2 separate regions of the Rattus norvegicus genome follow, and region 1 is linked to region 2. Evidence: chromatin contacts called from public Hi-C data. All regions are on one chromosome and are shown on one strand. The core of a region is the stretch at or near the end of the contact, and the rest is flanking DNA. Distances in the headings are between cores, read along the strand shown. Region 1 holds the start of Phpt1 (phosphohistidine phosphatase 1). Region 2 holds the start of Fut7 (fucosyltransferase 7).

What was found. Hi-C and Micro-C count contacts between places; a contact is called where the count stands out from the background.
Region 1: a contact with region 2 is called in a Hi-C map of mammary epithelial cells, with 2.0 times the contacts expected there. The contact joins the promoter of Phpt1 here to the promoter of Fut7 in region 2. A contact is called at or near these places in 5 of 12 Hi-C or Micro-C datasets (hepatocytes, kidney, liver and 1 more).

The regions. Positions count from the first base shown.
Region 1 is chr3:28,789,073-28,795,261 of GRCr8, reverse strand. It overlaps Phpt1 (phosphohistidine phosphatase 1), which reads left to right and starts at 2,801. Exons shown (of 3, transcript NM_001106558.2): 1 at 2,801-2,969; 2 at 3,318-3,442; 3 at 3,934-4,200. The coding sequence starts at 2,813. The coding sequence ends at 4,026. Ajm1 (apical junction component 1 homolog) reads left to right here. Exons shown (of 3, transcript NM_001399247.1): 3 at 1-2,184. The coding sequence ends at 587. Mamdc4 (MAM domain containing 4) reads left to right here and starts at 6,123. Exons shown (of 29, transcript NM_145768.2): 1 at 6,123-6,189. The coding sequence starts at 6,184.
Region 2 is chr3:28,636,271-28,642,297 of GRCr8, reverse strand. It overlaps Fut7 (fucosyltransferase 7), which reads right to left and starts at 4,763. Exons shown (of 3, transcript NM_199491.2): 1 at 4,350-4,763; 2 at 3,556-3,642; 3 at 1,891-3,453. The coding sequence starts at 4,359. The coding sequence ends at 2,438.

The DNA of each region.
Region 1 (6,189 bases), core at 1,552-4,051, 150 kb before region 2:
TGTCGCTGCGTGAGCTGGCTACACATGCGGCGCCCCTGGGTAGCTATGCACGAGAGCTGGCGGCCGCCGGGAGGCTCTATGAGCCGGCGGAGTGCTTCCTGCTTAGCGTGTCCGTGGCCGTGGGCCCCGGCGCTGCACCCCCGGGAGCCGCTGCCCGGCCCGCGCCACGCAGTCCTGGGCCCACAGTGCGCAAGTTCGCCAAGGTAGCCCTGGCCGCTGGCAGCCCGACGCGGCCTCCTCCTGCGCGTGGCGGAGAGCCAGACATGGAAACGTTGATCCTGACGCCACCCCCCGGCACTGCGGGCCTGGACGAAGAGGGTGAAGCCGGCCGGCGCGCGCGTGAAGTAGCCTTCATCCATATCCAACGTGAGCTGCGACTGCGCGGCGTCTTTCTCCGCCACGAGTTCCCACGGGTCTACGAGCAGCTCTGTGAGTTTGTGGAGGCTAACCGGCGCTTCACGCCCACAACCATCTATCCCACGGATCGGCGCACAGGCCGCCCCTTCATGTGCATGATCATGGCTGCTTCCGAGCCGCGTGCACTAGATTGGGTAGCCAGTGCCAACCTGCTGGACGACATCATGTGAACCATGAGACCATTAGGCCCAGGCCCCGACCCCGAGCCCTGCCTACTCTACTCAGGCCCTGCCTGATCCATCATGACCGCCCCCAGAGTCCAGACCACCTGGCTCAGCGCCTCCCAACCCCCCTGGGCCTCCCTCAGTCTTCTACAAATTCTCTACCCTGAGCTCCACCCACTCCACACCTCTAACTTTGCCTAGGAGCCCCCACCCCCGTCCCGTTTCCAACCAGCAGCTTCTCTTCCTTTCTGTTCCTAACAGTACCACCCACATTCCACATCCTGGGGTCTACCCAAGCCAGTCAAGGAGTGGGGGCTCCCCAAGGGCCTGGTCCTCGCCCTCGGTGCTCCCCACTGGGAGGTGGGGTGGGACTGAGGACCGCTGGGCTCTGCCTTCTACTACACTCATCCCTTTGGGACAAACTCCCTTGGTGTACATTGTGGGTGCTTGCTATAGCTCTCCAACCCTTCTAGTCCAGACATCCATGTTAACCAAAGCCCAACGTCCTTATTTTAAGCACTTCCCCTCACCCTCCTGTTTGGGTTGTGTCAGGCTCAGAGGCCTACTCTCTGTGCACCCATATGCTGTTGAGGCGATGGGCATGGCCAGCACTGTCCTATCAGTGTTGCCTGACCGTCAATGCTCTCACCTCTGGTCACCGTAGCCTGGGCTCTTGTAGGACAAGTTGGAATACTGGGGAATTTTCAGGTCAAGGCCGAGGCACAATCTACCCAGCCAGATGGAAACCTGAATAGGGGAAGCAGTGTGGGTTTTGAGCAAGCCAGAGTTAAGATCTGGCTGGGTAAGGATTTGAGCTCCCCAACAGCAGCTTACCCAACAAGATGGCCTAAAAAATCCACCTTCCAGAGAAGATGGAAGCTCAGGCCTTAATCTTCCAGGGAGGTGGGAAGTGTGTGCTGATGGATTAGCAGGGGACCCTACAGAGAGCAGCACCTACCATTGAATGACTTGGGCATGAGTAAGGAACAGGGCTGCCCCTAATTACGGACTGAACTAGGAAAGGTGCGGAGTAGTGAGCCACCAAGTGTGAGAATGGTTAGGGAGCCGGTGCTGAGGCCTACCCTGATTCCAATCCTGTGTAAAAAGTGCCACATACTCGCCCTGGCTGTGCTCCAAGCTGAGAGAGAAGCCAAAGCCTGACGAGCTGTGGAGAGGTCTAGGCTTCCCTAAACCCCTTGCCAGACCCCTATAGTCTAAATATACCTGGATCTGAGCCCAGGACTTCGTGGAGGGTGTGACCCAGAGAGGGCTTGAGACCAGTCTCTCCAAGCCCTCTCCAGAAGCCGCAAGCCCCTTAGGAGCTCCGAACTTACAAGTGCGAGAACCTGGGACACACACCTATGCTGTGCGAGGGCGTACACGTGCCAGCTACCCTCTACTGTATGTCCCCGGGACACTCCAGCTCTCTCTCCTTGGCCCCTGTTTTAGCACATGTCCCGATGCCGCTCTTGCAACACTTGCTGCCGTGCTGCCTGTCGCCCTCCCCAGGGGCTCCACATTCCTTCCTGTGGCAGGCTGGTAAGAATGCCCCTGACAAGAAGGGCGAGTGCTTTCGAACCAAGTAAAATAGAACTTGAATGTAGCTGCTGCAAATAAGTGGTGGTGGTGGTGGTGGTGGTGGTGGTGGTGGTGGTGGTGGTGGTGGTGGTGGTGGTGGTGGTGGTGGTGGTGGTGGTCGCCGTCGTCGTCGTAGGCGGGGGGTAGGGGGGAGAGTGTGTTGGGAGCTTTCGGGAGTAGGAGCTTAGCACCCGGGAGTATTGTGGAAGGGGAGGCCTGATGTTGTGAAGGTTCGGGCAGGAGAGTACTTGAATTTAAAGACACCTGAGAGAGATCCTCGGGTTTACGGGTATTGGGGAAGAGAGGATTTCGGATTTATGGTTTACAGATTGAAGCCCTAGGGCCCGGGAGTGGAGCCAGGGTGCGTCCCTGTATTCTCTTTCGCTGCCCACCTACAGCAGCTTGATTTACAGCACCACAGATTAACCTATACCTCGACTCCTTTAATTGGGACTCAAGATGCCAAAGCTGCAAAGAACTGGGTTGCAATTGGCTAGTTCCTCCCTCAGGTTGGAGATACAACTGGCTGAGGCTCTCTGGGCCTCGAGAAGCATTCCCTCACGGGATTGGTCGCGGCTGCCAAGGACCCGCCTCCTTCGCGCACAGGGTTGAGTAAGGGATTGTGGGCCCAGAGACCCAGTGCTTTGGCGAACATGGCGGCGGACCTCGGTCAGATTCCTGATGTGGACATTGATTCAGATGGTATCTTCAAGTACGTGCTGATTCGAGTCCACTTAGCAGAGCCTTCCGGGGATCCGGCGAGGGAGTGCAAGGAAATCGTGCGTGGCTACAAATGGGCTGAATACCACGGTGAGGGCGGGGCCTCTGCCCGGTTGGGGGCGGGGCCTGAACCTAGCAGTGGCTGGGAGCGGGGTTGTGAATGCTAATATATCTTGACTAACACATAGCCAGGCTGGCCTAGAAACGTCGGGGTTTAGGCAGAAAGGAGTGCCATGACCGGAACCTTTTTAATCCCGTCTCTCACTTCGAAGTATCTTACTCCCGTTCGTCTTTGTGCCAGCGGGGGAAGGGCTCATCTCCACTGGGAAAAAGACCACCAAGAGCTGGAGCTTCTGACCCCATATCCAGCCCTAAAGTTCAGTGTGGGGCCAACAAGGGCGACTAGGGCATATCCTGAGGCCACTCTCCCCACCTCAGCGGACATCTATGACAAAGTGTCAGGCGAACTGCAAAAGAATGGCTATGACTGCGAGTGCCTAGGCGGCGGGCGCATCTCCCATCAGAGCCAGGACAGGAAGATACACGTGTATGGCTATTCTATGGTGAGCTTCAGTCCCCGGGTCTCCAGATTGCAAAGCTCACCTTTGTGAGCCTGACCACTCCTCCACACCCCCACCCCGCCATTCAGGCCACCTCTGAGACTATGAAAGTTGGAGCTACAGAACCCTTACTTAAGGGCAATGTGGCTTTTTCTTTCCCCACATTTCCCATATGACTCCAGGGTGTTTGGAAGCCGGCTGCCTTGGGTTGCACCCCCTCCTTGCCCCAGATCCTGATGAGTCTGTGTCCTGGCTCTTCAGGGGCCCTTGGAGCAGCCAGTGCTGGGGTCAGATTCACAGCCCTGACCACCTCCATCTTTCTTCATAAAAGTCCAGCCTGGATCCTCAGGCATCACCTAGAGAGCCTTTCAGTCACCATCATGTTCCCAGTGTGGTTAGGATTTGCTTACTTTCCCCATGGCTACTATTGCTGTAGCTTCTGGGTGGACTCCCAAAGCAAAACCATAGCAGACTGGTGGTCATCTTCTCTCTAGGGTTACGGCCGTGCCCAGCACTCTGTTTCAACTGAGAAGATCAAAGCCAAGTATCCTGATTATGAGGTCACCTGGGCTGATGATGGCTACTGAAGCTCTCCCCACCAGCATCTAAGTCAGGACTCTGCTCTCCCTGTATTCTGTCTTGAGGGGCTGGCCCTGTGTTCTCCTTTTGTACCTTGGGCAACACACCACCTGCCAGGCCTTAGAGGCCAGAGCAATCTGATCCATAGGAATTAAAGTATTGATATGCCTACTAGCCCCTGACTTGTGTCTTGGTTTCTACCTTTGGATTGCCACCGGATATACCTACTCAGCTTCAGGGGGCCCTGGGGACTGGTGGTGCATACTCAGCCCCTTAGGTTCAGATAAGGGGGCCCCCACATTGCTGCCATTTATGGCTTGATTGCTCCTCCATGAAGCTGTTATCCTCAAGGACATCTGGGAGGAGGCTCCAACAGGCCTTGCACAAGAAGTCAGTTCCTGGCCACCCAAGACCTGGGGTGCCCACAAATGCCCCCTTCTGTAGTTTATCCAGGAGTCCCAGCAAGAAAGGATCCTGGCAAGCACCGTCCGCCAGCTGACAGGTTGCATTTTTTTCTCGGGCTAAGCCTGATATCTCTGACTGACCACAGGAAATAGTCCTGCATAGGTCTCATTCGCTTGGGACTTATAACTCAGATGGCTCTTAGTCCCTGGACCATTCACACCCTCTGTAAGTCTCTACTAACCCCATGTCACTGTACAGGACAGTGGGTAGGCACCAGCTTAACCCCTGCTCTAAGAAGTCTCACAAACCGTGTGCCATTAGAGTGGGTCCTAGGGAAAGCCAGGGCTGGGGCATCCCTTATCAAACTCATGCTACCCTCTGTCAGCTCTGCAGATGGCAGCAGACACTGCTGAGAGGCCCTGTATAGGCCAGGAGACAGGTGAGGTGAGACAAGCCCCAAGGTCTCACTACAGTAAGACACAGGCAAAGTCTAGCTCCATGCAACAAGATTTTCAGAACTCTGACATTACTCTTGCCATAGCTGTTGGGTTTTTCCTGGGAAAATGAGTTTGTGGACTCATCAAGACTTTTTCCGATCACCAACCATGCACCACATGATCTCAGAAGTTTTTGTTTTGTTTATTTTTTAAAGGTTTGTTTATTTTTTGCAAATGAACACACTTTAGCTGTCTACGTACATCGGATTCCACTACAGATGGTTGTGACCCACCATGCGGTTACTGGGAATTAAACTCAGGGCTTCTAGAAGAGCAGTCAGTGTTTTTAACTGTTGAGCCATCTCTCCGGCCCCTTGTTTGGTTTTTTGAGACAGGGTTTCTCTGTGTAACAGCCCTGGCTGTCCTAGAACTCTCTTTATAGACCAGACTGGCCTCAGACTCACGGAGATGGACCTGCTTCTGCCTCCTGAGTGCTGGGATAAAAGGTGTGCACCCCCACACCTGGCCACGCAGAGCAGTTTTTAAAGATGGAGCTCAGCTTGGTAGAGCTTGACCAAGAACAGGAAATCCCCATGTTCAGCCTAGAGTACCACACAAACTAAGTGTAGCGGTGTACACCTATGATCCCAGCACTTGGGAGGAGGAAGCAGAAGGAGTATATAGCAAGATCAGGCCAGCCTGGTCTATGTGAGACCCTGTATCAACACACATACACACACCAGATCAGTTACAGAGTGGCCCAGCTTGAGTTACAGGTGGTGTGAAAGCAAAGACACCATACCTAGACATGGGACTTGTTCAGGTCCAACAGAGGCAGGCTGGTGATACTGGATTTGTCTTGATCTAGTCCCCTGAGCACAGAGCAGAGGAAGCTGTGAGCATTTGCTAGAGGGCCATGTGCAGCCACTGAGCAGACTGGCCTGACATCCTTGGCCCACACCAGGGTAGGCTGTGGGCCTCATGAAAAAAATCTTAGAGCCTTGCAAGTGGGGTCCCCAGCCTTTCCACATTCCAGTAGAAACTTTCAGGGGGAAGGGCAGGGTAGGGCAGGGTAGACACACAGGATGGCCAAGAACCGACCTTTGACCAGAATGAGCCAAGCAGAGGCCCCCTTCTAGGGTTACTTTTACAGCTGGATGCTTAGGCTGTCATCATCAGATGGGACCCGGCAAGGAGATGCAAGTATAAAGGAGCCGAGCCCTTCCGGTGAGAACAGCCTGCCGGTGAGGCCACGGCGGACTGAACTGAGAAGTCTCTAGACTGCACAGCTTCGCTTGCACTGGGACACCCTCTAGCCTGGCCATGTGC
Region 2 (6,027 bases), core at 3,514-6,013:
TCGATCACTCATTTAGAGGAGAGACATTGATCCATTAGGAGAATCCCATCAAGGCTCGAGGTGTGGCAGGCAGCCCAACAGCGTGACATGACTTAGATATTTAAGAGAGGAGCCTGGTGAGAGGGACCTTCACAAAAGCTTTCTGTGTTCCTTACAGACCTTAGAGTTCCTTATAGCCACTTGCTGATGAAATGACATTTGCCTATATTGTCAAAACGGAGAGCTGCAGCAGAGCAGCACGGTGCTCAGCTCGGGGAGGCAGAGATAGGCAGGTCTCTGAGTTCGAGTCCACCCTGGTCTACATAGAGAGGCCATATCTCAATAAAAGAAATAATAAAGAGCAACCACGCACCAAAAAGGCAGAGGCAGGAGGATCAGGAATTCAAAGTTCTCGTCGGCTATATAGAGAATTCAAAACCAGTCTGGGCAACATGAGACCCCATCCAAATTACACACACACACACACACACACACACACACACACACACACTCCATGCAGCTGTGAACCGAGCCGTTTTGAGGTCCAGGGTGTCATGCAGACATGTTTCTTACAGAGTTTTACTGAGTTTAGACTAAGTAAGATGCAGTTGCATGGGTCACTGCAGCGGACTTGTGATTTCCGTGCAAGTGAAGCAGATGCTCAGCAGACTGGGCAGCAGAAATGCTTACCAGGCATGAAGAGCTAGACACACCACGTGAAGGGCTGAGTGTGCAGAACTGGAAACTGCTAAAGGCGAGAGAGCCCTACTTCCGGCCTGAGAAAGTTAGGTTTATATTCGAAATGGGGCTGAGACATCACAAGTGTGAAAATTTACCACAGTCATCCATTGTGGCTGTCAGATGAGGCCTCACCCCATCTAGCCAGGCCGTAGCTCTGAAGGTGAGGGAACACAAAAGAGCAGGTGACTTCAAAAACAGGCTGTCCTTTATATAGATGGTTTACTTGCTACCCCAACACCACCCACCACCCTCCATATTCATGTAAGCCTAGCTTCTTTCTGCACCTGGAGCCTGGCGTTTGGTGGGTCCTTAGAAGCCTTTGCGTGTGGGCCTAGTGATAGTTACAGGACCGCTTTCTCCATATGGCCGGCAGGAGGCAGCAGAGGGCCACTAGCGCCTCAGATGGCCTGAGGACTGAGTTGGAAGGCTGCACATCAGCTCGGGTTTTCCACCTGTGAATAGGAGGGTGGAGGCTGTGTGGTGTTTAGCCTGGGACGTGCAGTTTTCTCTTAAAGCAAATGAAAACCGTCAAGCACTAAAGTGTCCCACCACTTTCTAGCTCCTTCTTTGAGGAGAGGTCCCTCCTGGGCTGATGGAAGAGGACACAGAACTCCACCCAGCCCCCAGCCTCAGGACACTTCCTTCTCTCCAGTTAGCCCATGAGGCTAGGTCAGGGCAGGAAGCCATGAGCAGGCCTTTCCCACAAACCACAGGAGGAGGGGAGCTTCCTGCCTGTACTGCCACCCCTTCCCCAGACAAACCCAAGCCCCAGCCCACCCCAGGAGTTCAACCTGTCACACACCCATAGGCTCGCCCCTCATCTCCTCCCCACACTCCCAGCCCAACACATGTGGGCTCGTGCAGCAGGCTCTTCAGCGAAGGATCTAACGGCTCCCTCTGCCAGCCCTCAGAAATCATACCTTTCACACGGGACACCCCTCCCACCTGAGACCTGTGACATGTGGCACCTCCAGCTGCAGCTGTGTTTGACCTCAGTTCTCAGATCTGTACCTGTCATGGGCTGTGGGTTCTTGATAAGGTGTCACTTAAGCAAGACTCTCAGGCAGAAACGAGCAACCCAATGGCTGACCAAGGGAATGAGCAGAAGAAGCTGGCTCACAGCTCTGCTCCCTGGCAGACTTGACCCAGGAGATTTCTGTAGTGTCTCTATTACAAGTGAATAATTTTATTATTAGTGGTGCCTCTTTCCCTCAGGGAACTGTGGTGTCAAAGGCCCAGAATCATCCACACCATCCTTCTCCCACAACCCCTGGGCTCAGCATACAGTTTGCATGTGGAGTTCTGGAACACACACCTGTATCCCTGAGGCTAAGCACCTTGATTGTGGAGGTTCAGGGCACCATGTTTGTCCCCACAAATCCCAGCTTTGGATGCTCCCAGCTCCAGAGACACTGCCTCCCCTTTTCACCTGAGCCTTGAGCCATGAGCATACTCAAGGTAAGTCCAGGACCCTCAGCCACTTTCCCCGTTTGACTAGCTTTTCCCACACGCTCCTCATTAATTGTCTCCTTCCCTGGGTCCCTACTCTAAAGCCCACCAGAGTCCTCATCCATATGGCTTCTCAGCCCAGCCTTCTCCTCATATCCTGACTTCCTATTCACTGACCTAAGCCTAGGGTTAGTCCCATGGTGACCCAAAAGCCCTTCCATTTCATCATCAGTCTTCCACGCACACAGCCTCTCCCAGCAGCAGGAGTTCAAGCTTGGAACCAGCTTTCCAGGTCTTCATAGACCTGGCTGCGGGGCAAGTAAGGGTAGCGGGCGCAGATGGTGCAGAAGCGCTCCCTCCAGTCATTCAGGAGCCGCACACGGAGCCGGTCTCGCCAAGCAAAGAAGCCACGATAGCGACTCTCATTCATGCTGACAAGGAAGACAGCTAGTTCACGGGCAGAGCTGAAGTCATCTACGTGTATAAAGGCATCTGGTGGCACGAAAGCCTCGTAGGTAGTCCGAGGAGGTCCCAGCACCACAGGCACAGCGCCAGCGGCCAGTGCATTGCGCCAGAACTTCTCGGTGATGTAGTCCCGGTGCTGTGAGTTCTCAAAGGACAGGTAGAAGCGGTACCGGGCCACAGTGGGCAGCAGACAGTTAGGGCACAGGGGCCGTCCACTGGCGCGACCGAACACATCCACCTTCAGATGAGGGGCCAGCTGCCGGTACAGCTTTGCCCGCTGCTGCCGCTCCTGGAAATTGCTGACCACCCAGGCAGCCATCCTGCTTTTGGCTGGTAGTGGGGGCGTAGGCCCAGAGAAGGGCTCTAAGCGACCATAGGGTACAAAGATATCTGAATCACGCCGATAGCTCAGCACCCAGTTGAAGATGCCCCGGAAGTGACGGAGACCATGGGTATTACTGGGTGATTCCATGGTGGCCCAGACCCAAGGCTGTCCGTGCGGCCTCTGGTCCAGGGGCAGGCGAGAGTGCCGGGTCTGCAGCTCACGATGGTGGAAGACCACAGCATCAGCACTGGCTAGCAGACTCCGGTTAGCACTCAGGTGGCAGCTGGCCATGCCATAGCGAGTGCAGGTGTCGCTAGACAGCTCTGGCGACCGGTTGGTGAAAGGCCAGTGCCAGATAAGGATGGTGAGTGTGGGCTGGGGCGCTGGGGCACCCCCAGGAACTGATCGCAGCAGCCAGAAGAGCCAGATTACCATGAGTGTTGTACCTCCAGCCAGACACCCCCAGGCCCGCAGCCTCCAGACGGGGTTGCACCCTGAAGCAGAATGAAAAAGGAGAGGCCCTGTCACCCTAGGCTCGGGGACACCCCAAAATCCCCATCGTCCCTAGCTGGGACTTCTCAAGGCCAGGCACTCACCAATACAATTCATCCAGAGCCTTCTGGAATTAGTCACCCAGGGAAAGGAGGTTTTCAAATCACAGCAGCCTCTCCAACAGAGGCACCCTGAAATCACAGCTACTGCTCAACTCAGCCTGATGCTTTTGTTTCATCGACCAAGGTGAGGAAGCCAGGGACCTTCCCACTTCTGCCCCACCCTACCCTTTCAATCTTTGGCATCAACCACCATCCAACCCCACCCCACCCGCCCCGTTCTCTGCTGAAAGAGGGAATTGAGACAGGAAGAAGACCAAGACAAGGCCCCCTTCCCAACCCTGCTGGTCCCTAGAAATGACCAGCTAGACATATGGAGAAGGAGGAGGAGGAGGGAGGTAGAAGAGGATAAAGAGGAAGAAGAGAGGAAGGAGGAAGAAGATGAGGAGGAAGAGGATGCCTGCTCACCCTCAGGAAAAGCAAAGGCCCTGTGTGAACGCACTGAGCAGAAGTGACCCTCTTCAATAAGTGTCTCCATCCTCTGGCCACCATGCAACCCCAGGGCACCCAAACAGAGCAACTGCACTTCCCCCAGGAGGCCACAGAGGCCCCTGCCTGTAACGATACCCATTTCCTCCAATCCCCCACTGAGCTGGACCTGTTCTCCCAGACCCTCAGACATCTGCCACCTCTAGAAAATGCCTGTTCACAGAATCGTAATCCTCAGAAAAGGGCCCCATCACAGTCGGATGTGGCCTCAGCACATGCCCCATGGACTGTGGGGTGGGGAGCTCTGGAGATGCACATTGTTCCCTGCCTAGACCTGTGAACATACAAACCTTGAACCATAGGCTCAGCCCAAAGGCCAGGCCAGGAAGAGTTGCAGGTTGCCTCCTTCCTGCTATCCCAGGAGGGGGCTTTCCAGTCTGGAAAGGGAAGGAGTCTGTGTGTCCCTGACGTGGACAGGCAGGCTGGTAGGCAGGGGTTGGCTTCCACTCCAGCAACAGAAAGGCTAGTACCAGTCTCAGGTTTGGACTTGTCTGGTTTCTCTCCAGCTGGCTCTGATGGGCTAACCTATAGCTTGTAGCTAAGGTTCTCCTCCACTTTACCAAGCCTCCCACTCTGGGGGTGCAATGACACAGACCAGGGTAGGTAGCCTGCCAGGGTCACCCAGAGCTGGAACCTGTACAAAGCTTTAGCCAAGCTTCCTCCAGCCCCACCAGATCCCCTACTCTGCTGACCAGGACTAGGAGCCTGGCTTGTCCACGTCCCAGAGTTCCAGACCAGGCGTTCTAAAAGGAAAGAACCTCTTGGCCAAGCCTGCCCCAGCATCCTTTTGGGGACTGTCCCTTATACTTCGATCTGTCCTACCCTAGTTCACTCCTGGACCTCCAGGATTCCTGCCCCCCCCATCCCCAGCCATAGTCTCACGTAACGAGGCTGCTGTTGAGACAGGAACCAAGAAACGGACAGCAGTCCCATGGCCAGGGCAGAGGCAAATGCAGGCTGATCGGCACCTTAGAAGTGCCCTACTCCCCTCCACCCCCATGCAGGGCATAACCTCCAGATTGTGGTGGAGAGCTTGCGCAATATGTAAAGGGGAAGGGAGGGTGTGGGTGCCATCAGAAACTAGCTAGCTGGTTTGAGATACAACAGGAGGTGGCCATGGAGTGGGCAGCTGTGCCCTTGCCTCTCTAGTCACTCGGTGCTTAGTAAGACAACCATAGTGACAGCTGCCTTTTTGTCTCTGCCCTGGCATCTTTCTCTGTCTCCTCCCAAGGAGAGACCCCAGGAGAGTACCACTCTGGCTTCAGAGCTCACTTCGCCCGCCCCACCTCTTCTCTGTGTCAGGAACCCAGAAGGCTATGGGGGACCTGCAGGAAGGGGGCCATCCTGCCAGCTTGGGGCCACAGGCTTCTGGCTGCCAGAGCCTGCTGTCCTTCCTGTTTGTGCCGCCAGGCTGGCTGGGGCCTTTGCCCCAGCTCACCCACGCCCACAGGCTGTTCCCTTCCTGGGTGGATTTGAAGAAACCTCCCCCACATCTGCCTCGGAACTGTTATACTGACCACCCCTCACGCCAGCTCCTGTTGGAAGAGGGTCCACAGGGTCTCTTAGGGTGTAGGGGCACCTGATCATGAGAACACACTAGGTGAGGAGAACGCTCAGAAGTTTAGCCCAGAAATGGGTCAGAATAAAAAAGGGTAAAGGAAGAAGGGTGAGAGATCATGAGTCAAAGGGAAAGTCAGGGGCCTCAACATACCACCTTACCTCACCAGGCCTCCTGGCTCACACGGGCACCCAAACACCCAGCTTTACATTATGTTTGGAGGCTCACAGGATCAGGGTCACACATTCTACCCAGCCTAAGAGACCATGTGGGTCCTCCTCCAACACACACACACACACACACACACACACACACACACACACACACACACACACACAAACACACAGGAACCTGGGGCAACCGGATTTTGAGGAAAGCATCTGCTGGCCTGCCACCTCCAAGACAGATGT